Regions from separate parts of the Mus musculus genome. Here regions 2, 3, 4, 5, 6 and 7 are each linked to region 1. The links are chromatin contacts, called in public Hi-C, HiCAR-type and HiChIP or PLAC-seq maps. All regions are on one chromosome and are shown on one strand. The core of a region is the stretch at or near the end of the contact, and the rest is flanking DNA. Distances in the headings are between cores, read along the strand shown.

The links. A called contact is a pair of places that touch in the nucleus more often than the background predicts. HiCAR-type assays count read pairs that join an accessible place to other places. HiChIP or PLAC-seq counts read pairs in DNA pulled down with a chosen protein or histone mark.
Region 2: an H3K4me3 HiChIP or PLAC-seq map of neural tube shows a contact between it and region 1, with 8 times the contacts expected there. The contact joins the promoter of Cln8 here to the enhancer-like site in region 1. A contact is called at or near these places in 2 of 39 promoter capture datasets (both in embryonic stem cells), 1 of 484 Hi-C or Micro-C datasets (cortical neurons) and 10 of 115 datasets of contacts at active chromatin or transcription factors (VIP interneurons, bone marrow-derived macrophages, craniofacial prominence and 7 more).
Region 3: a HiCAR-type map of PVALB interneurons shows a contact between it and region 1, with 3 times the contacts expected there. The contact joins two enhancer-like sites. A contact is called at or near these places in 1 of 15 datasets of contacts at CTCF or cohesin (the NIH/3T3 cell line), 20 of 484 Hi-C or Micro-C datasets (the BV-2 cell line, cerebellar granule neurons, cerebellum and 14 more), 14 of 115 datasets of contacts at active chromatin or transcription factors (PVALB interneurons, SST interneurons, VIP interneurons and 11 more) and 3 of 9 other capture datasets (adipose tissue, embryonic stem cells and pancreatic islet).
Region 4: a contact with region 1 is called in a Hi-C map of cortical neurons, with 1.5 times the contacts expected there. The contact joins two enhancer-like sites. A contact is called at or near these places in 1 of 484 Hi-C or Micro-C datasets (cortical neurons) and 2 of 115 datasets of contacts at active chromatin or transcription factors (VIP interneurons and embryonic forebrain).
Region 5: a contact with region 1 is called in an H3K27ac HiChIP or PLAC-seq map of SST interneurons, with 3 times the contacts expected there. The contact joins two enhancer-like sites. A contact is called at or near these places in 6 of 115 datasets of contacts at active chromatin or transcription factors (SST interneurons, embryonic limb bud, embryonic stem cells and 3 more) and 1 of 9 other capture datasets (adipose tissue).
Region 6: a Hi-C map of cerebral cortex shows a contact between it and region 1, with 1.6 times the contacts expected there. The contact joins two enhancer-like sites. A contact is called at or near these places in 1 of 15 datasets of contacts at CTCF or cohesin (the NIH/3T3 cell line), 1 of 484 Hi-C or Micro-C datasets (cerebral cortex), 10 of 115 datasets of contacts at active chromatin or transcription factors (SST interneurons, VIP interneurons, embryonic basal ganglia and 7 more) and 1 of 9 other capture datasets (embryonic stem cells).
Region 7: a contact with region 1 is called in an H3K4me3 HiChIP or PLAC-seq map of forebrain, with 4 times the contacts expected there. The contact joins two enhancer-like sites. A contact is called at or near these places in 1 of 15 datasets of contacts at CTCF or cohesin (the NIH/3T3 cell line), 3 of 484 Hi-C or Micro-C datasets (cerebellum, embryonic fibroblasts and nephron progenitors), 7 of 115 datasets of contacts at active chromatin or transcription factors (PVALB interneurons, SST interneurons, astrocytes and 4 more) and 1 of 9 other capture datasets (embryonic stem cells).

Annotation. Positions count from the first base shown.
Region 1 is chr8:14,380,609-14,383,410 of GRCm38.p6, forward strand. All of the region lies in intron 3 of Dlgap2 (DLG associated protein 2), which reads left to right. Among named protein-coding and RNA genes, the nearest start is that of Gm26184, 110 kb to the left of the region's middle. Within about 2 kb of position 1,338, at least 72 of the 459 cell types and tissues checked have an H3K27ac peak or open chromatin away from gene starts, as enhancers often do. A contact at or near this core is called in PVALB interneurons, SST interneurons, VIP interneurons and 7 more, where this site is marked.
Region 2 is chr8:14,887,122-14,889,923 of GRCm38.p6, forward strand. It overlaps Cln8 (CLN8 transmembrane ER and ERGIC protein), which reads left to right and starts at 1,415. Exons shown (of 3, transcript NM_012000.3): 1 at 1,415-1,997.
Region 3 is chr8:14,827,822-14,830,623 of GRCm38.p6, forward strand. It overlaps Dlgap2 (DLG associated protein 2), which reads left to right. Exons shown (of 16, transcript NM_172910.3): 12 at 2,048-2,133. Among named protein-coding and RNA genes, the nearest start is that of Cln8, 59 kb to the right of the region's middle. Within about 2 kb of position 1,475, at least 2 of the 459 cell types and tissues checked have an H3K27ac peak or open chromatin away from gene starts, as enhancers often do. A contact at or near this core is called in PVALB interneurons, where this site is marked.
Region 4 is chr8:13,945,130-13,947,931 of GRCm38.p6, forward strand. No RefSeq gene overlaps it. Among named protein-coding and RNA genes, the nearest start is that of Tdrp, 28 kb to the right of the region's middle. Within about 2 kb of position 1,407, at least 11 of the 459 cell types and tissues checked have an H3K27ac peak or open chromatin away from gene starts, as enhancers often do. A contact at or near this core is called in cortical neurons, where this site is marked.
Region 5 is chr8:14,797,342-14,800,143 of GRCm38.p6, forward strand. All of the region lies in intron 9 of Dlgap2 (DLG associated protein 2), which reads left to right. Among named protein-coding and RNA genes, the nearest start is that of C030037F17Rik, 33 kb to the left of the region's middle. Within about 2 kb of position 1,335, at least 8 of the 459 cell types and tissues checked have an H3K27ac peak or open chromatin away from gene starts, as enhancers often do. A contact at or near this core is called in SST interneurons, where this site is marked.
Region 6 is chr8:14,730,972-14,733,773 of GRCm38.p6, forward strand. The region is part of intron 6 of Dlgap2 (DLG associated protein 2); the gene reads left to right. Among named protein-coding and RNA genes, the nearest start is that of C030037F17Rik, 34 kb to the right of the region's middle. Within about 2 kb of position 1,425, at least 20 of the 459 cell types and tissues checked have an H3K27ac peak or open chromatin away from gene starts, as enhancers often do. A contact at or near this core is called in cerebral cortex, forebrain and neural progenitor cells, where this site is marked.
Region 7 is chr8:14,682,941-14,685,742 of GRCm38.p6, forward strand. All of the region lies in intron 4 of Dlgap2 (DLG associated protein 2), which reads left to right. Among named protein-coding and RNA genes, the nearest start is that of C030037F17Rik, 82 kb to the right of the region's middle. Within about 2 kb of position 1,446, at least 31 of the 459 cell types and tissues checked have an H3K27ac peak or open chromatin away from gene starts, as enhancers often do. A contact at or near this core is called in PVALB interneurons and forebrain, where this site is marked.

The sequences.
Region 1 (2,802 bases), core at 88-2,587:
GTGGTTGCTGGGAATTGAATTCAGGACCTCTCCAAGAGCAGTTGGTGCTCTTTAACTGCTGGGTTATTTCTCCAGCCCAGATTTACTGTACGCATATCATGAATATTAAAGCAAGGTTTTGCTGTGGCTACTCCTTTACACTGAGTAACCTCAACACAGATTCCCCACTGGGGTCCGGAAGCACATTCCCTCAGACCAGTAGCAGCACACTATAAACTTTGCAGCTTAAATGGTTGAGCCACAACGTACTTTAAAGGAGTATGTTAGTCTAATTTGGTCCAAACATAGTGTGTCCTGTCCTAAGCCAGTACTATGAATAGTGAATTGTCTAGCAGAAACCCTGCCTTTTCCAAGTGAGCTGTCAGGCCACTGGAGTAATTCAGGGAGATCCAGGGAGGTTTTTCTAGGACAGTATTTCTGAATGTCTCCTGCAGTATTTGCACAGTGGCCAGGCTCAATGGCTATTCTCTTATCCTTGGTCATCACCAGCCACTGTCTCTGTAGACATGTCGGTGGAGGAATCCAAAGCTCTAATAAACCCAAGCTCTTTGGTTATTCTGCATGTGCTTTTAGAGAAAGTTACTTTGCTATTATGAGGTTTTAGGCATAGTCCTTTGGCCATCCACTGGGCACATAAGGTTCTCATTATCTTTACCAGATCACACCCTTAACTCTACTAGGATTCTTGTGTGTAATGTTTGCCTCCTCGGGTGGAGTTTCTGTACTTCAAACATAAGTGATCAGGTTATTTTCTACCAGGACACCTGCAACTGAAGCAGGTGTAAGGATGTGTAGATGCCAGCGGTCTCTGGTCTGCCCTCCCATTCCCCCTCCTGCTTACAGTTGGTTCTTAGCCCAGTCCGGTATACTGAAAGATTGGAGTGGAAGGCTTGCCTCTTTCCCCTGCAACTTCTCAGATGCCAGGGCGCTTGGAATCTTCAGCATGAGTTGCTCGTGTAGACGGGCCTCTCCGAACACCCTGCCCACTCACTTTTATGAAGACCTGTGTCGTCAGCTCTGTGACGCTTCGTAGGAAGTTGCCCATTTATGGCTACTAGAGCAAATGATATCATCACAATAGGTGGCTCCTGTCTAAATAGGGATCGTTTGTGAAATGAGATTATAGGCATTTATCTGAAAGAGCAAGAGACAGAGCACCTGCTCTCCGTAATTGCTGTCCCGGGGGACAGCACTGTGCTCTAATCAAGGCGTCCATCTCCATGGCTAATTTTGTTACCAGCAGAGAGCTTGCGTTTAGCGCTCAGTGCCAGGCAGCCCCCATATCCACATGGAATCCACTCCAGATCCATGTTTTCTATTACGCTTGAATATATGGGACATGCATAGGGATCCTATGCCCGCCACCGTGCTGCAGTGTGCCTGTTTTGCAGAGTACCGTGGATGCCTAGTCCAAGCCGAGGCTGACTGGAGCTGTGACCACTCACTTGGTCACCCTGGCCTCCTCCTTCCTTTGCAGCGAGGTTGAAGTGCCTCTGCGTGCATAGCTTCCCATCTGCTGTGGAGCTGCCTTGCACTTCACATTCGGATGCTGCAAGGCGTGCAGCAGGAGTCTCGCTTCGGTAAGTCAAAGGTGACTCATTTCTCACTTTCCCTGTGTCTTGGATGTAGACTTTACTAGTTCCGTGGCCTCTGGGAAATGATACTTAACTGATCAGCACTCGACCAGCTAAACCGACAGCTGCTTACCTCTCTGTACTTTGCAGCATGTTTTTTTTTTTTTATGTTTTTTTTTTTTCTTTCATTGCTCTGTTTCATAGACCTAGGGTTGTACTGCTTTCGTAAGTGAAATACTCATGTCTTGATAGATGGTAGTGACAGCCAGGAGACAGCACTGCAATCCAGGGAGCATCCTCCATTCTCTGGGGGGACTTGGGGGAGATGGTCTTGCACAGCAATCCAGGACCATAGCATTGTCCTAGGCAGACAAGTTCTGTCTCTAATTAACCATCATTTCGATAGTCACCAGATACTGGAGCAGTCTGTAATGCAAGCACTGTTTTGGCTGGCTCTCCTTTTATTTCAGCAAAGATGTGGCAACTGGGCTGTGGGTTCCGTGATCCCCTGGGAATGAGTAAATCCAGGGACCTTAGGTCATTAAACCTGTGTTTCATAGGCTAGCAAGAGAGAGAAGCCTGCGGAGAGGGCTTCCTTTGTGTGGCTGAGTGCAGTAAAGGGTTTTGAGCTCTTCCCAGCTGCAGTTGAATAGGATGAAAGAGGGGAGAGGTGCTGGGATGGACACCCGCTGGGAAGAGCTGTCTGTGCCCGGTCTTTATAACCAAAGCCCCTTCCAAAGCACTAATTTCGCGCTTACCCCAAGTAGCCCTCCTTGGCTTTGTAGGAGGAGATGGTGTGCAAGTGTCATGGACTTGCTGAGCTTTTGAATAAAGCGTGCTTTGGAGTGCACAGTCTGACAGGGAGCTCTGAGAACCCAGCCAACTGCTTCACACCAGCCAGGAAGGTTTTTTTTTTTTTTCCCCTTTGCAGCGAGGAACTGTGTAGCTGGTCCAGCTGATGTGGCTGGTCCCCAGCCTCCTCTGGGTGAGCGAGCCACAGGGATGAAGATGAGGTGTGCCTGGTGTGGTCTTTCTCCGCACACTTCCTTCTCACTCTGCCTTGACATGTTCCGTTTTATTCTTGCTTTCCCTCTGGAAAGGAAACACTCCTCTCCAAAGAGCACGGCCACATCTGGCCACATCTGGCCCCTTCCGGGCACCGAAGAGACTTGTTGTTGCCTCCGCATCTGGGTAGTCGCTGGCTGTACACATTCCCCGTTATAAATGG
Region 2 (2,802 bases), core at 165-2,664, 510 kb after region 1:
AAACGGCCTATGACACAGTAACAGAGGGCAACTGCCTGAGACTAACAGTCGAGGTCATAGTGCCTGGGACAGGCAACTGTAACATCTGGATGGATGAGTGAGCTGTGTGGTGTGGGAACCTGACACAAGAGAGGCTTAAGGAGGGCTTAGAGGAGACATCCAGCCAGGCTGGCCAGATGGAAACAGTGCCTGGGGTGCAAACTTGCAGGTGATGATGCAGGAACTGCGGTCAGATAGGAAAGGTGTGTTTGTAAACAGTCTAACCCAGGCTGACCTTAAAATCAACTCCTTCCCTGAAGATGACCTTTAACCCCTGACCTTCCTATCTCCACCTGGCCAAAGGTCAGTATTACTAAACGCTGTTTACACACCCAGATCTCTCTTGTTATTTTGACACAGGGTTTCAAGCAGCTTAGGGTGGTCTTGAAACTATGTTATTGCTCATACCAGCCAAGTGGAAAAACTAAGGTGCCAACCATGGACTCTGGGGTGCACCAAATATTGATGAAACCTCAGGAAAATAACAGAACTTGAACGTCGGTGTAAAATCTTTGCTGTAAAGGGACCCTTATCACAAGTCACAGGGGCACAGGGCTGAAGTCACAGCTCATTAGCCATTCTATCCATCTTGTGTGATGTTTCTCAAAGGTATTTCTGCAGGTGGCCTGGTTAACTATGTTGCAATTCCTGGGTGTTCAGAGACAATATCAGAACCAGGAGGGTGGGTATGTACAGGACGCTATTCCTTCTAGTCTTTTAAACCAGCTATCTTGTTAATTATCAAGATATGGTATGATAAAGGGCTCTAGGGAGGACTCTGTTATGTGGCCACCTGTCTGCAATCCAGGGTAGGGTGGGCAATTGCCCTGTCTAGATAAGGGCCAGGCAATTGCAAGCACCTGACTAGCAGACATTGCACAAGGAGTGCTGAGGCCAGACGTGAATCCCGAGCCAGGTTGGTTTTCCTGCTATGCTAGGTAGATGAGGGTACTAAGTGCTGATTATCTGCTCAGAGAGAGGGGACTGATTCCGCACCTCTCACCGCTACCCTACCAGCCCCGCTTGGTTAGTAGGTACATGGAATGGGTCGGGAGGTCTTTGCTCTTCTCATAATGCTGGCTCTGAATTAGCTTCGGCTCTTAGCAGGAGCACAGGGTAGCTCTGCACACGCCTCACAGCCACCTTTTCCTAAGGGACCGTAAGCCCGAACTGTACTTGTGCAGACAGGAGCTGGTTACCACCGCCTGGAAGACAATGCTGCTGTAGCAAGGGACACAGTGCGGTCCATTTTGTCGGCCTGAGCAAGTTTTTCGACTCCATGCAGTCGCCTGGAGCTCTGGCAGCACCAACCAGGAGACGCGTGCGCTTGCGTTTCACCTCTGCGCTCTGACGTCAGAGGCCTTAGGGACTTAGGAAAGAGGGAAGGGACAGGGAGTGAAGGGGTGTACGTAGGAGGGTCTTGGGGGACGGTCCACACAGAGGATCGTGGAAGGTCAGTTGGGGTGGGGGTTGAGGAATTCCTCCACTGATCCCTCCGTACCACTCTTAAGGTCCCAGCACCAACTTGAGCTACGATAGTCAAATCTAGCATAGCGCGCTGCGAACTGTGTAGCCTGCTCCAGGCACCCCCATGGCGCTGGATGGGATGATCCTACCCCAACTCGTGCCCCCCGAGTCTACCTTGGTAGCGTCCTAGGGAGGCGAGGCTTAGGGCTTCAGCAGTGCGCGTGCGCAGTGGATAGTGTTTGCTCAGCGCGCGACACTGTCGTGGGTGATTTCTCCGGTGCTAGGGGCGGGATGGCCTGAAAGCGGGGTGCCCAGCTGAGGCGGGGACACAGATGGGCGTGGGGCCCTAGTCTCCAGTGCCACTCAGCGACCGGTATTCTATCTGGCTCCGGTCACGAGGTGTGTCTACGGCTCAGGAGCTCCTGGGACAGCGAGTCTAAGCAGCTGATGGACCAAGAGGCGGCGCCCCCCTTCTGCTCACCTGAATGCAGGTGAGACGTGAAGGGCACCCTGTATACACCTGCCTGCAGCAGCGCAGTCTTTGCTTGGCCACCCGAGGAGGAAGCATTCCATTTGGTGTATAGGTCCTGGGCCACCGTGGGCGCGGGTGGACGATTCAGACTGGGTCCGACTGGATAGGTCGACCTGGGTCGCAAGAGAACTTGGGGCAGCAAAGTGATGGACCACGGTCGCTGGGCTAGGTCTGTACAGTGCTAGGGGATGAGGAACTTGAGTGTGGATCATCATGGGACCAGAGGGTGAAAGGCGATGTTGGTCAGATCTCCGCGAGGTAGGACTGGGTGGTGTCAGCACTTAGTGAAGGGGAGCGGGAATAGGAAGGACCCCTAGCTCTCAGCACACCGTGGGAGGTCCTGGGGCTAGGGTGCTGCTGCCTTAGAAAAGGGTGCCTAAGCCCTTTTAGAAGGCTTTCAGAGTCGTCGGAATGACAGAGTAGGTGGCTGCTCCTAAGTACTGTTTGAATTCATGTCGGTATCGATATTTGTTTTCTGACCGTGTTTATGTATGAAATCTGTAGCTATACACTGGACTTGTTCCCGTGTTTTGTATTTTTTTATTTAAACTTTTCTCTAGGAAGAGTGGGAAAGGCTATGATTAAGGAAACCTCAGATATTCTGAAAATATGAGATTCCACTACACCCACCCAAGCTCTGGTAGACCCGCCCTAGCCTCTAGGTGCTAGTTGTTATGGAAACAAAGCTCCTAGACCTTGAAAGCTCTCCCTGTGCTATTCAGGACCGAATCTCTTCGGATAGTGAGAATCTGGAGAATCCGGCT
Region 3 (2,802 bases), core at 225-2,724, 450 kb after region 1:
TGTTTTCAATATTTGTATGGCAGAAATGTGTACTGTTTCCACTTCAAAGTCTCTCTGAGAGGACACATTGAATGTATGTCACTCACTTTACATGTCTCAAATTTAGCAGTATAAACCCAGACATGAAGGCACATGCCTAGGTAGATAGGTAGGTACATGGGGGTCGGGGGGACTCAACAACCATAGGTCATATGAGATATTCCCAAAAGTTTGCCCAGGTATAATCATTAACAATCTGGTCTGGTAGAAAGCTAGAAACAACCAAATTAACCCTCCATTGAAGACTAAATAAGTAAATTAGATTGCATTCATAACAGAAATCTATATAATTAAAACACAAAGCATGACTAGGATGGAGTTCAATAATAGCGTATTTGCCTAGTATATAAATATAGATTAGGTAGGTAGGTAGATAGATAGATAGATAGACAGACAGACAGACAGACAGACAGACAGATAGAGCAAGCCCCTGGATTCTAACCCGAGAAAAATAAGTGCATGAATGAATGAATAAATGGCAGCTCTCTGTGCTGACACATTATTTTAAACATACTAGTTTATATTCAGGTCTTTTGTTTGAATATCAATATCTACATGTCCAGTAAAGTATATACAATTCAATGGGACTGTGGGAACCACTTACAAACAGGAGGCAGAATGGTGGCCCCTAACAAGAAGGCCAGGCTATCTTTCCAGATTTCTTCCTCCACTCGACCCTTCTCTCCTTCCAGCTGTCGGAACCAGCAGCACCGATCCTGTCCACCCTTTGATTAGAAATTCAAGAGCTCTGAGACTCCCATGGTCGTGAGGGGCAGAAATCAGAGCTCTGAGGTCACAGGCTCCTGGGCTGGAATCCTGGCACTGCATACAATGAGCTGCATGCCCTCTGGCAAGGAACTCCCCTTCCTAGGTTCTCTAGGAACACCCTGAGGTCTTTGTGGGGACAAAGTGATAAAGCTTAAGACACTGAACCAGTATCTGACTCCTGGTCAATCAAATCACACAGATACACAACCACCACATCCTGTGGCCTATGGGGCCTGGAGGTGCAGCCACAGATCACAGACCAGCCTGGGGCAGTGGTTTCTCCTCCCAAACACACAGGGTACACTGTCAAGGGGTTGACTGCTTTGTCCTTCCTGGTAGTGACTTAAATTTTTAAGAAAATGTGTTTTTATATTATGGTATTTGAATGTGCGCTTAACAGTCCTATAGCTCTGTCAGATGATGCTTTGAGTAAAGAGGATGCCGGCTGGCACCTGGAAAGATCTCCACAGCGTTACCGGCCTTGGCCTCACAGAATTTCCTACACGGGGTTCTATTACATAGCAGTTTCCCATTGCTGACAGTCACGAAATGCCTGGTGGGTTTGAGAGAACTTAGCGACGGGGCCACGGTGAGGAGTCTCTTCAGGATGCCTGTCTCTGTCGTCACCTTGAGCAGCCTCCTGGCCATCCCAGCAGCCACGAGGCTTCCTCGTCCCCGTCCCCCCCCCCAGGTGCTCTCGTCCCTTCCTGTGTCATTCTGTGTGCGGCTGCAGCCCTCAGTCCTCTCTCTTAAATTGCTTATCTGTCATTGTTAGCTGTGTTTGGCTCACACTGTCCTCACCTTCCTCACTGCAGAGAGTGATAAACCCGTCCACGTCATGTAATGATGCAGCCCAGAAAAGCCCTGGGTATTTATTTATTTATTTATTTATTTATTCATTTTGACTAAGCAGTTTTATCTGCATATGTCCAAGACTCAAGTGCAGCCTTGAGTTCAAAGAGTTATGTAAAATTCAATGAAACCCCGGTAGCCACATAATTACACAGACATGAATGTGCATCTCCCATCCTCCTTCCCTCTGTCTATCCCTCCCCCCCCCCCCACTCCCTCCCTTCTTCCCTCCCCCCCTCCCTTCTCTATCCAATTCTACTGGATCAAGTGCATTTCAGCATTAATTAAACACATACACAATCGATTACAGCAAATGAGCAAGAAGAAAACAATCAGTTACCAGGTCCCACGTCCTGGGTCTAAAGTGAGATGTTCTGTGTTGAATTAGGTAGAAACAGCCACGGATTCCGACACGGAGAGCAGAGGCCTAAGGGAGTACCACTCTGTTGGTGTGCAAGTAGAAGACGAAAAACGGTAACTCCCCCACCAACACCACCCCCCTTCAGAGTGGCTGTGTCCCCCAAGCCAGCTGCTTTGCACTGGCTGTCAGTAATTCATTCTGCCTTCAGAGACAGGCCATTCATTTATACTTTGTCGCTCAAATATGAACGTACATGGGTCATGCCTTGTTTTTGGAAGGAGGAAGGGAATAATTCTTTTCAATGTAATTTACCACCTATTGAAATAGCATCATAGCTCACAGCCCTGGGAGGTGAAAGTCCTTTATCCAGAATCCTTTCTCAGAAAGAGAATAGGCTAGGGGCAAGGAAAACATGTTTCTCACCTTATAATGATGAAAATAATGAGGGAGAAGTGGGAGAAACACATAGAAAGAAGGGAGGGAAGGAAGGGGATGGGGGGAGATCGAGAGGCAGAGAGCCCAGATACAAGCTATGTCCTGAGATTGACTCCTTTAAGAAGTTTTATCTAAAATCATAGAACGCCAGTGTGTACCTGTGGTCATGGCATTGTTTTGAACCAGGGCAGAGAATTGTCTTCCTGGCATTAAGGAACATACTTGCCAACTACACCGCAGCAGAAAGTACCAGGCTCTATGTTGAAAGCTGCAGGTGCCCTCTCCCTCTCCTAGGCACTGTGCTGTTGGGTGGTGGGTGGGGTAGGGCTGGGCAGTCCTTCCTGAAG
Region 4 (2,802 bases), core at 157-2,656, 440 kb before region 1:
CGTGTAATGGTAAATCTGCCCGATCTAGGCGTGCAGCTTGTGAATATTACAGTTGAGTTGTGCGTTTTTGCAAAGGCTTGTTGTAGTTGGAGAGTTACTGCAACATTTGTTTTTTTGTTTTTTCAAGGCAGGATTTCTCTGTGTAGACTAGGCTGGCCTTGAACTCCAAGATTGGCTTGCCTCTGCCTCCTGAGTGCATGGTCCACCATGGTTCTTAAAAAAGCTTTTTTTATGTTTTAAATTCTTTTGCATATGATAGAAAGAAACCAACTTAATCCCTTGCAAGTGGGTTGTCAGTTTCCTAGCACAGCTGGAAAAGATTGTATGTGAGATTGTATTCTTTATATGTGAGTACAATGTTTCTGTCTTCAGACACACCAGAAGAAGGCATCGGATCCCATTACAGATGGCTGTGAGTCACCATGGGGTTGCTGGGACTGGAAATCAGGACCTCTGAAAGAGCAGTCAGTGCTATTAACTGCTGAGCCATCTCTCCAGTTTGAAAGAGCAGTATTGACTTCTTTGTTGACCATCTCTTGGTCACACAGGTTGAGTTTATTTGTTGGCTCTTTATTCAGCTGGTCCCCATCTTCATGACAGCATCACAGTTGATGATGTCACCATTTTGGTCTATTCTGGAGAGAAGGGAGAGGCCTGTACTCTGTTCAACATTGCTTTGGTTATTTGAGGTCCTGATTTCATATGTCTTTAGAACAGATTTTTCTATTTCAGTAAAACATGCCCCTGGAAATTTGATGCAGGTCGTATTAAATTTGTATATTGTGAGCTGAGCGTGCTGGCACTTGGGAGGCAGAGGCAGGTGAATCTGAGTTCAAGGCCAGCCTGGTCTACAGAGTGAGTTCAAGGCCCAGCCAAGGCTACACAGAGAAACCCTGTCTTGAGAAGCAAAAACAACAACAACAAAAATATTTGTAGGTTGCTTTGGGTGGAAAGGATATCTTGCCAAAGCCTTCTAATACATTTCCCAAGTATTTCATCCTTTAACTATTCTAAATGAATTTTGATTATTGAGTAAAAAGCACAATTAATTTTTTCATGATTTGTATCCTGCAAATTTATTCATTCATTTAATCATTTGTTTTGTGTGTGAAACCTGAGCTTTTAAATATTAAACCACGTTATTTGCAAATCTACTGCAATGCCTAGTCTTGGTTGGCTTCACTGGACTGACAATACATGTACCTGTTCCTGTGGAGTATCCCCAGAGAGGAGTAAAAGGGAAAGACCCACCTCCAGTGTGAGCTGTGACTTCCACTGAGTGGCTCAAAGTGATCCGAGGAAAAAGGCCCATGCTGTGTCTTTTTCCTGAGCGAGTGTGCCTGACTGTGCTGCTGGCATCCTCCGCTGATACACAACTCCAGCTTCTTTGGCTTTTCAAATGTTGATTCAATAGCAGCAACTTTCTGGGAAGCATCCAAAGTCTCCCTGTTATATTAAGACTGCTGAAGCATCCAGCTTCTTGTAGTCAGCAGCTACCAGCATTCTCTGCCTCTCCAGTGTGTAGATGGTATCTGGACAACTCAGCTATCATATAAGCTGGTCTAACAAAGTCACTGTAACACACACACACACAGTTGGTTCTGATCCTCTACAGTACTCTGCCAAATATTTATTTTGATGCCAAGGAGTGGGATTATTACTATGATAAGCCTGACCTTGAAGTTTGTGGGTCTTTGGACTGGTTTGTAAGAAGAGTGTGGAAGGGTGGAGCTTTAGGCTACCCCACCCCCACCCCCCAGAATGCTGTCACAGACCTTACCGAGCCATTCTGGTAGCTGAACAGAAAATGAGAATTCTGATAGAAACAAGAGAGCAAAGGCCAGGCTCGGGAGACACCAGGAAATGAGGACCCTATCATCAGGTGTCGGGCTAGAGGCCATTTGTGTCATATTCTGCTGAACAATCTGTATTCTGCTCAAACCCTAAACTTTTTTTAGTGAGACTAAATTGGCAAATAATGGACTGAGTTGTTTCTTCATAGGAAATTTTAAGATGGCACAACAGGTAAGCTGTGTCGCTGCTCTTACGTGGAGTCACAGTCAGAGAAAGGTGAAAGGTGTGAAAAGACGAGGTACAAGACCGAGAACGCGGTGCTTATGCTGACGACAGGATCGACGCAATTGAAATCACACCAGTGCCCAGGCCAATGGGAAAGCTGGGGAACGCTGCCAAGGCCCTGCCCGTTGAGCTCCAGGGTATTAAAGCACAAACTCGTTCACAGAGGACTGAGGTTCAAGTCCCAGCACCCACGTGGAAGCTCACAACGGTCTGTAGCTCCAGTTCCAAGGGGATCCTACCCTCTCCACTGACCTCTAGAGGCACCAAGCACACACTGCAGACATACGCACAGGCAGAACACCCATACTCGTAAAAACAAAATGCTTTTCGAAAGCAGAACAAGAGTGACTGGACAGAGATCTTCAAGGGAATCCTGCTTTAGCAGAGACACCTAGGGAGGTGCTTTTCCAAGTTAGCCTAGAAGGCACATAGAGTTGCCATAGCGGGCTCTAACAGGGGGCTCTAACTGTATCTCTGCTTGGCCTTGTTCTGGCAGCGCATGTGTCTTTCAGGCACACAAAATGCAAAGGTTATAGGATCAGGCTTTCCACAAGGTTTCTGGAGGCTGTTGAAGCCGAGAGATGTGTAGCGGGGTCAGATTCCATGCAAGGAGCACTGGAGTAGGCTGTGTGCGACGCCGTAAAGGAGAAGCCTAAGAGCTAGTGGGCATGCGTGCTAGTGTGTTAGAGATGGTAGCTGGGGAAGGCTGTAGTCGCCATGGAA
Region 5 (2,802 bases), core at 85-2,584, 420 kb after region 1:
TCCCATGTGTGCTCTTTGGTTGGTGGTTTAGTCCCTGGGAGATTTGGAGGTTCTGGTTGGTTGATGCTGTTCTTCCTATGGGGTTGCAAACCCCTTAACCACCTTCAGTTCTTCCCCTAACTTCTCCATCTGGGTTCTTGCACTCAGTCCAATGTTTGGCTGCATGCATGTGTTAGCCTCTCCTTACTACCTAGAGAGAGCTAAATCATATCTCGGGAGGACTTCAGCACGTTTGGTGGGACACAGACATTTAGTCCATAGCAACCTCTTCCTTTTCCACACTAATAATTCACATACATGTCACAGAAATTTAAGCATTTTAATCATTACATTTCAGTATAGTGTTGTTTTTAAGTGATTCACACTTCCCTGCATACAAGCACTATTTTGAAGCATTTGTAGGGTTTGCCAAACGCCTTAAGACAAGGCTAAGGACTGGGGCAGGTCACATTGGTGGGGAAACTCATAGGCTCAAAGGATGTGGATTTGTGATGTGGTCTCAAGGTCCTCCCACACTGGACACATAGCATGTGGGCCCAGGCCTCAAAGCACCTTGCTATAAAGTGCCTGGGAGTGGGAAGGCAGCATCTGGCTTCTGGTGACAATATCATCGTGAACCAGCCTTGTAGATACCACCAGCTCTGTGTCTAGCCTCAATGTACAAGGCTCCATGAAGCCACTTTAAAAGTGTGTCCCTGGGTGGTGGTGGCACACGCCTTTAATCCCAGCACTTGGGAGGCAGAGGCAGGCAAATTTCTGAGTTCAAGGCCAGCCTGGTCTACAAAGTGAGTTCCAGGACAGCCAGGGCTATACAGAGAAACCCTGTCTTGAAAAAAAAAAAAAAGTGTGTCCCGTTCTGAACAATGCTGAGCTCGAAGGCTACTAGATAGACCAGCCCATAGCTGCAGGTCTCATCTGTGGGTAGGTAGCATCTCTTGGAGAACTAGCCAGGGCATTACTGTGCCAAATATGTAGAGCTGCACAGATGTATATTGACTTCTCTCAACACTCATATGTTGCAGGATCAGTAAAACATAAGTGACTAGAAAATTTACATGCAGTGACACCCCATGATTTACACTATCTGTGGTCCTTCTCTAGTCAAGTATTTAAACTCCGCTATGCTTCATGGTTGTCTCAGATCTCAAGGTGTGCTGTTCTCTTTAGAGGCTCTTTTTGCAAGGACTATGACTTGACCCTCTCAGGTCATAATGTTCAAGGAACAGCATATGGCCATTTCCTCTAAGTGAGCTGGGTCCAGTTCTGAACCTCAGAGCCTCCTGAAGAGTCAGCATACACATGACCACATCATCACCAGGAGCCCAGGAGGCCTCAAGGTCAAAGGAGACTTCCTGTTCTAGTCCACTGGTCCACAGCAGCCTCCCTAGGATCTCCGTGCCCTCCTTCCGCATTGGACCCTCTGAGTCTACTGGTTCTGCATGGGCTGTATCCTGACAGGGACAGGCGTTCTGCTGCAGAGCTATTCTATCCTGCTTCACCACCCACAGGACAACGATGCCTTTCCCTCTGCATCTTCTCCTTCTGTGCCTCCTCCCTGTGCCTCTCCTCCCTCTATGCCTCCCTCTGCACTCCCCAGCCCCCGTTGTTCCTCTCTCTGTACTCCTCTCCCTATTGCTCTTCCCTCTGCCCTTCTCCCCTTTCTGTGATTGTGCATCCCCACTGAAGGCCAGGTGATCTTCATCGGGAAAGACATTCTCCTAGAATTATCTTTCCCAGAAAAAGATCACACAGAAGAGGAGCCCCTGGGCCCACTTGACATGGGAAGGGTTGGAGGAAAATATGTACAGTTCCACCGAGACTTACAAAAGCATAAAGTTCAAAGGCAGGGCTTTTCCCAGAACAGCAGAACCCACTTGAACCCTTAGTTCCTAGTTGACTTTGACTCAGACGTCATAGTAGCCTCCTAGCTACAAAACCATTGCATGGGACCCTTCAAAAATATCATATTTATGCTCTGGAAAGGTGCTAATTATTTAGGAGCCTAAACTTAACTGAACTGCTTTTTAAAAAAAGATGTTTGTTTAAACGTTAAATGTATACTTCAAAAATATTTTTAAGCTAGATGTGGTGACACAGGCCTGTAATCTCATCTCATGGGAGACCAAAGAAAGAAGACAATTGATTCCATTGAGACTATGTCTCAATTTAAAAACTTAATGTAACAGAACCCCACAATAACTCCCTCTTGCATTTGACAGCCATCATTAGTGCTCAGACCTGACACTGTGAGTGTCCGCTGTTATTGACGGCAGCTGGGGTATTGAGCTAAGATAGATTCTCTCAAGCCAACTTAATGTTTCCAAGATTGATGCCAGAGCTGAATGAGACTGATTACTCCGAAATTAGTCTTTCAATCTCTTTGGGACGCCAGATGCATAGAATTCTGAGCACTGCACAATGACGTGGTGAATAGTTTGAGGGAGTCAGAATGTAAGATTTGTGCCATTCTCGATACTTCCAGAAGACAAGGAACACAGCAGGAAAGCCAAGCGGGGAACCGTTGTGTAGAAAAGAGTGCCTGGGCACACAGAAGCAGCCCTGGTTAATGTGAGCATCCCTGGTTAACATGATCTATCCTGCCCTGACCTAGTTGTGCCAGAGGAGCATGCTGTGTCTTTTCAACACAAGTACCTTTTGGGGGGAAAGCCTCAGGGAATCATCACTAAGAATATTCCATCCATCCAGTTTCTTTTTGGAGGGGGGTGGTTTTGGTTTTGGTTATAGTTTTTTAAGACAGGGTTTCTCTGTATAGCCCTGGCTGTCCTGGAACTCACTTTGTAG
Region 6 (2,802 bases), core at 175-2,674, 350 kb after region 1:
CTGCGCTTTACCCTCAACTGTTCAGCATCAGCCCACAGCCCAGAGGCTACCATCCCTGCTCTGCACATGCTCAGTGCTGGCCCAGAGGCTACCAACCCCGATTTGCACATTCCCTTCTCTGCCTTCCAGTCACCCTGTTCTCAGTGCTACCGTTTATGGAAAATAGCAACAGTCCCCAAAGGTGGAGTGTAACATCATCTTTTACCTGACACCCACTTTAAAAATCCGTGACTTTCTGGTGGTTTTACTCTGTCTACACCTTGTCCCTTCCCTACCAGGTTAGGTGGAAGGGGTCCCACAAACCATATCATGGGAGCTGTAGTGATTCCATAATCCATCTATGAAAAGGACATACTACAGGGCCATGAAGATGTGCTCAGCGGGCAAAGTACTTGCCACAGAAATATGAGGACCAGAGTTCAGATCCCCAGAGCCTGGGTGACCACCTACAAGCCCCAACTGCCTTAGGTCTTCTGTCCACTCCATCAGTCCTTCTGTGGCTAATGGTAGCCAGGGGGCTGCGCTTTGCTAAGCATGGCAGCTGCAGGGGGCACAGACCTAGCTCCCCTCCCACTCTTCACATGAACAGCATGCTCCAAACATTAAACCTATAGGGTGGGAGGTTTGGGGACCCTGAAAGGAAGTTATGGCTTTCACAAGGACCCTCCCCTCCCCCACAAAGAAATAGCTTATCCCCAAAGATCTTTCCGCTATACACCATTCTCCGTCCGCTTTCACCTCTGAACAAAGTCCTTCCTCCTCTCTTCCCTGGCGTCCTCTAGCTGTCTCACTACCACTTGTGGGAAGATTTATGAAATACACACGCCTCCTCAGGCAGCGTTTGTCCCCAGACCCAGCTGAATTGATGTCCGGGGTGCATTCAAAGATGTCCTCATAGGGTTGTCCCCTCACGCTGGTGGTGCTAAACTTTCCAGTGGAAAGGTCCTGGCTGACACAAGCCAGGACTTTATTTCACAACTAGCATTGGGAATTGATGAAAAACTAAAGGCGTGTGCCTGCGGTGCTTTGTAAGGATGTGATCTAAGAGAACAAGAACTCAGTGCCTGGGGGCAGTAGGTTTTGTTTGGGTTTGGTTTGGTTTGGTTTGGTTTTTTTGTTTTGTTTTGTTTGGTTGGTTTTTTTCTACCCCAAATTAGCGATTTGCAGTTGAACGAGAGCACAACACTCCATGTCCACCTTCGGACTGCTCTACTCGGAGTCTGTAGTTAACACTCTGGGAAGATCCGTGTTTGTAAGTAGGTCAAAACCCAGTAAATAGAACCGAAGGGGAATTTTGGCCCATGTTCTTCTCTGGAAGGGCTTTTGTTCTTTTATTTTCTGCCTCAGTAGACAAACGGTCTTAAGGCCAAACTTGGAATAATGGGGCAAGGAGTGAGTCACTGTACCCTGTTCAGGACCAAGCGGTTCCCTGTGTGCGGAGGAGGAGACACTGGCCTTGGAGGGTACCTGGTGCCAGCCAAGGAGGCCACATTTGTTCTGTCCCCATAGAAAATATTCTCTTCCCTCAACCCCTGTGAGCACCAACTCTCTGGCTCTACCATGCCCCATCACCTGCCTCTTTTGCCCGCATATCCTCTCTGAGTTGTGGCTTGGCTGTCTCCCCACACACAGTGGGGGACCACAGTGGAACCACAGTGACCCTGGCTCTGTTGGCCCCCTGCCAAGTAAAAGACAAGCCCTCGGGGTTTGCTTCCTTGTCTGTGTAGCTGGGAGCACCTGTGGATCTTTACAAACAAGGCTCCTAAGTGTTGAAGGGTTGAGAGAGATTGGATGGAAAGGGATAAGGAACTATTCCTTATATGTAAAGCATAGTACACTGTTTCTGAATCAGGGCTCTTCCCTCTGAGGACTTCCCAGCCTGCTGGCCTCCGAGCTGTGTCTTCCCCCATCTACACTCAGGAACAGGCATAAGCCTTTCTTGACTGACCACATGGCTTCTTCCCTTCAAGGTCAAACATCAGTTCACAGTTGGAAGCTTGTCTCCACTTAAGACTCTCTTTTTCCCATCACATCTGCCCAACCCAGTAGCATGTATATTTACATCAAAGCTCACATTTACATTCACATGTGCTACACACAGCCAGCAGCCGAGGGTATCAAGAAATGCCCAGCCCTAGCTGTTGGCTTCCACAAATCCCAGAAGTGAACAGTATGCCTGTGAGCCAGCTTGGAGCAGCCCAACAGAAGCCCCATCAGTCATGGTACCTTGCCCGTTGCCTTTGCAGAACCTCTACTATACAACCTTTTTCCTCTCTTCTTATCTTACTCTTTGTAACGGGCAGACGATTGCTTTATGTTTATGGGAAAGACTATGACACTTCAACACATATAAATAGACAGGGGTCAAGCCAAGGTGACAAACAACTGCATGTCTGTGTCACCTCCTATTCTTAGCCTTCGAGTTTCTCTCGTCTGGTTCTTCGTATGGATTCGAGGCTGATGTGTGCTGTGGGTACGCACTATGCTCTGCAGAACGCTAGCCTTACTCCTCCTCTAGGCTGGGGTTTGGTACCTGTTGCCCATCCTCCCTCTCCCACCTTCATCTCACCCTTCCCAGGCTTCACTAACCACCGCTGGACTTTCTTCATCCTAGACATCTATTCCTTATCTGCACCAAATGAGTGAGCTGCACGGTGTGTCTCTGTCTTGTTTTATTACCATATATCCTCCATCACCACTCAAGATTGTTGCAGATGACAAGGTCTCCCCTTTAATGGCTCAGTGGTGTCCCACTTTGTATATTTATGTGCATGTGTAAGTGTATATTGCATATATGAATGC
Region 7 (2,802 bases), core at 196-2,695, 300 kb after region 1:
AGCTGAAGATGCTTTCAATGTGCTGCCCTGCCATTTTGCTGTGAAATTATTTCTGCATTCTTTCTTCTCATCTTACCAGATAATGACACACTTTTAGTATAATTTAGATGAGGTTGATTAGCCAGGCCTTCTCTTGCTATAAACTAAGTTAATGAATTGCATATATATATATATATATATATATATATATATATATATATATATATATTTCTACCTCAGAGGCAGAGCAGGGCTTATCATTATTGAAATGAAGAAGATGTTTCTGAAGAACAGTCATGCATATTCAGCATTCGTGGAAAGCCACTGTAGAGATGTAGTTGTGCATGCCACGTATGAACAAGAAGCAGAGATAGCAGGTGGTTAGGCACTTTATTCAACAGCATATAGTCTCATGCTGGGACTGGTTAGCAAAATATTGAGACGTCTGTAATCTCAGGTCTGCATGCTAAGATGGTGCAGTGTGGCAGCCACACAGCTCCCCACCCCTAGCCCTGGTCAGTTAAGCTGGAGCATGCATATCCTGAGAAAGGACAGTGATCTGGGACATGGAGTTGCTTCACAGGTGGAGGGCAGTGGGGAGTCTCTGAGGACTCAGGCACCACAGGAAGTCAGTCAGGGAGCAATGAGCTTCTTCCACACCCGAAGGCCACATGCACCACCACCCCACCACCACCCCCACCAAGGCTTCCCAAAGCAAAGGCCAGTCCGCCGTTTTGAGCTTTCACTTTGAAAGGGACTTCAGAAGTCGTTTGCACCTTGCAGACATTGTTTGGAGTCCTGTCTGTCAAATGCCAGTCGCTCTGCCCAGGTCCATTGTGCATTTTCTCTCAGTCCGAAACCTCTGACAGGAGTAATACTGTTCGGCTTTCCAGATAAGGGGCAACTGAAGTGGAAGTCACTTGAAACCCGCTTCAGCCTGCATTCGAGCAGTTCAAGCTGGCCAGGGCAGCGGATGGGAACTGTGCCAGTCAGGGGAACACTCCGTTATAAGGCACAGCAGCAATGGGACCAGGGGGTTCTCTGGGGAAAGTGCAAGACCACAGCTCCTGAAGGAGTCTGTCTGTGACTTAGCACTGTTGCCCATGCTGGTTGCAAAGTGTGTTGCTCTCAGATAGTTCCAGAAGGCAGCTACATTGAAGAGGGCAGACTTAAGGAAAAGCTTCCTGCTCTGCACGTTCACAACAGCAGCGCCAGGCACCGGAGCTGTGACCTCTGACTCACAGGGGAGCAGAGATGGCAACAAAGCTGTGTTTTTCTCTCGCAGCTCCGAACATTTGAGAGGCTCGTGCCAAGTGCTTTGAAAACTGTCAGGGCACTTCACTGGCAAAAACATAAATTGCTGAAAGGACAGAGACTGCCAAGGAAGCCGACCATGTGGACACCACTGTGTGTGCCACAAGGTGACACTGAAATGCGTGCGTGCCTGTGGCTGCCAAGCTCTGAGGTGCAGCTGGGCTCTGACTCTGTGTGGCCCCTTCTGTCCCTTGTCTTGATGTCACCTTCTATGCAGAATCAAGGAGGAGGCTGAGACAAATTAGGACCAGCAAGCCACCCCAGCACAGTACAATCATTTTGGGGGTGGAGGGAGAGGGCTGCATTTAGGTCAAGAACCATACAATTTGTTCAACCAAATCGATCCAGAAACCAAGGACTTATAAAATGAATTGCAATCTTGTCGCCACTGTAAAGCCTCCTATTTATTTGGTTTCCTGCGCTAAACCCAATGTGTGATGTATTTAGAGAAAGAGGAATGATGGCCTGGGTGTGATTTGTCAATGAGTAATGGGTAACCAGTTTCGTCTGTCAGTTTTTAACAAATGTTATTCGTTTTATTAATATCCAAAGTGAAATAGGTGAATAATGGAGGGGCCTAGGGATATAGATCAAAATTCAGGTTTTCAGCTCAGTCGTACTGAAAGTGGCCACTTACAGGGATTCAGGGCACAGACCAACCACAAATCATCTTTCTAAAGTTGGTTTCTTTTAGAGAATGAGAGTAAACCAGCAATAGTTAGCTGGGAGATATTTTAACCTAAAGATTTAATACAATGAATTCTGTATGTAATCGAGTGAGTTTCTTCAATTGTGTGTGGCTTCCAAACATGGATTTTAACTAGCGTTGTTGAAGAGGAGAGATTCTGTTTAAACCTGCGGTCACCCTGTGAGGTCACCCCTATGCCCTGTGATGTGAAGGTCTGGAAAGGCAAAGTCACCTATGCGCATGCTGTTGTGCAGGATCCGAATCCTCAAAACAGCATCCTTCTCACATTCCACTAAGTGCCTGCACATACACACAGCACAGTCCAGTTCAAATATGTGTAGTGGATACCCGAGAGTTAAATGCTGTGAACCAACTGTCTGTGGAGAAGGCTGGACACGTGTTACAGCCTCATCAGAAGAGAACCCCGCCCCTCCCCTCCATTTCTAGGATGCACTAGATTCCATGAAATAAGAAACATGGGACTATTAGTGTCTCCATTACATGATATCTTTACATTGGAATTCCAGGGACACAAAGAGATGGCTTAGCAGTTAAAAGCACTCCTCTGCTTCTTCAGAAGCCTGGGCTCAGTTCCCAGCACCAACAACGTCAGGCAGCCCACCACTGCCAGTAATTCCAGCTCCAAGGGATCCAACGCTTCTGTGGTCTCACACGCATGAACACACATACACACGCAGATGTGCATACACAAAAATAAAAACTATATACATACATATGTACATATGTATGTTATTTTTAAATGGAATGTCAGTACTTATGTGAGCTCAGGGGACTCAGCTCCAACAGTAGCTTTATGCCGT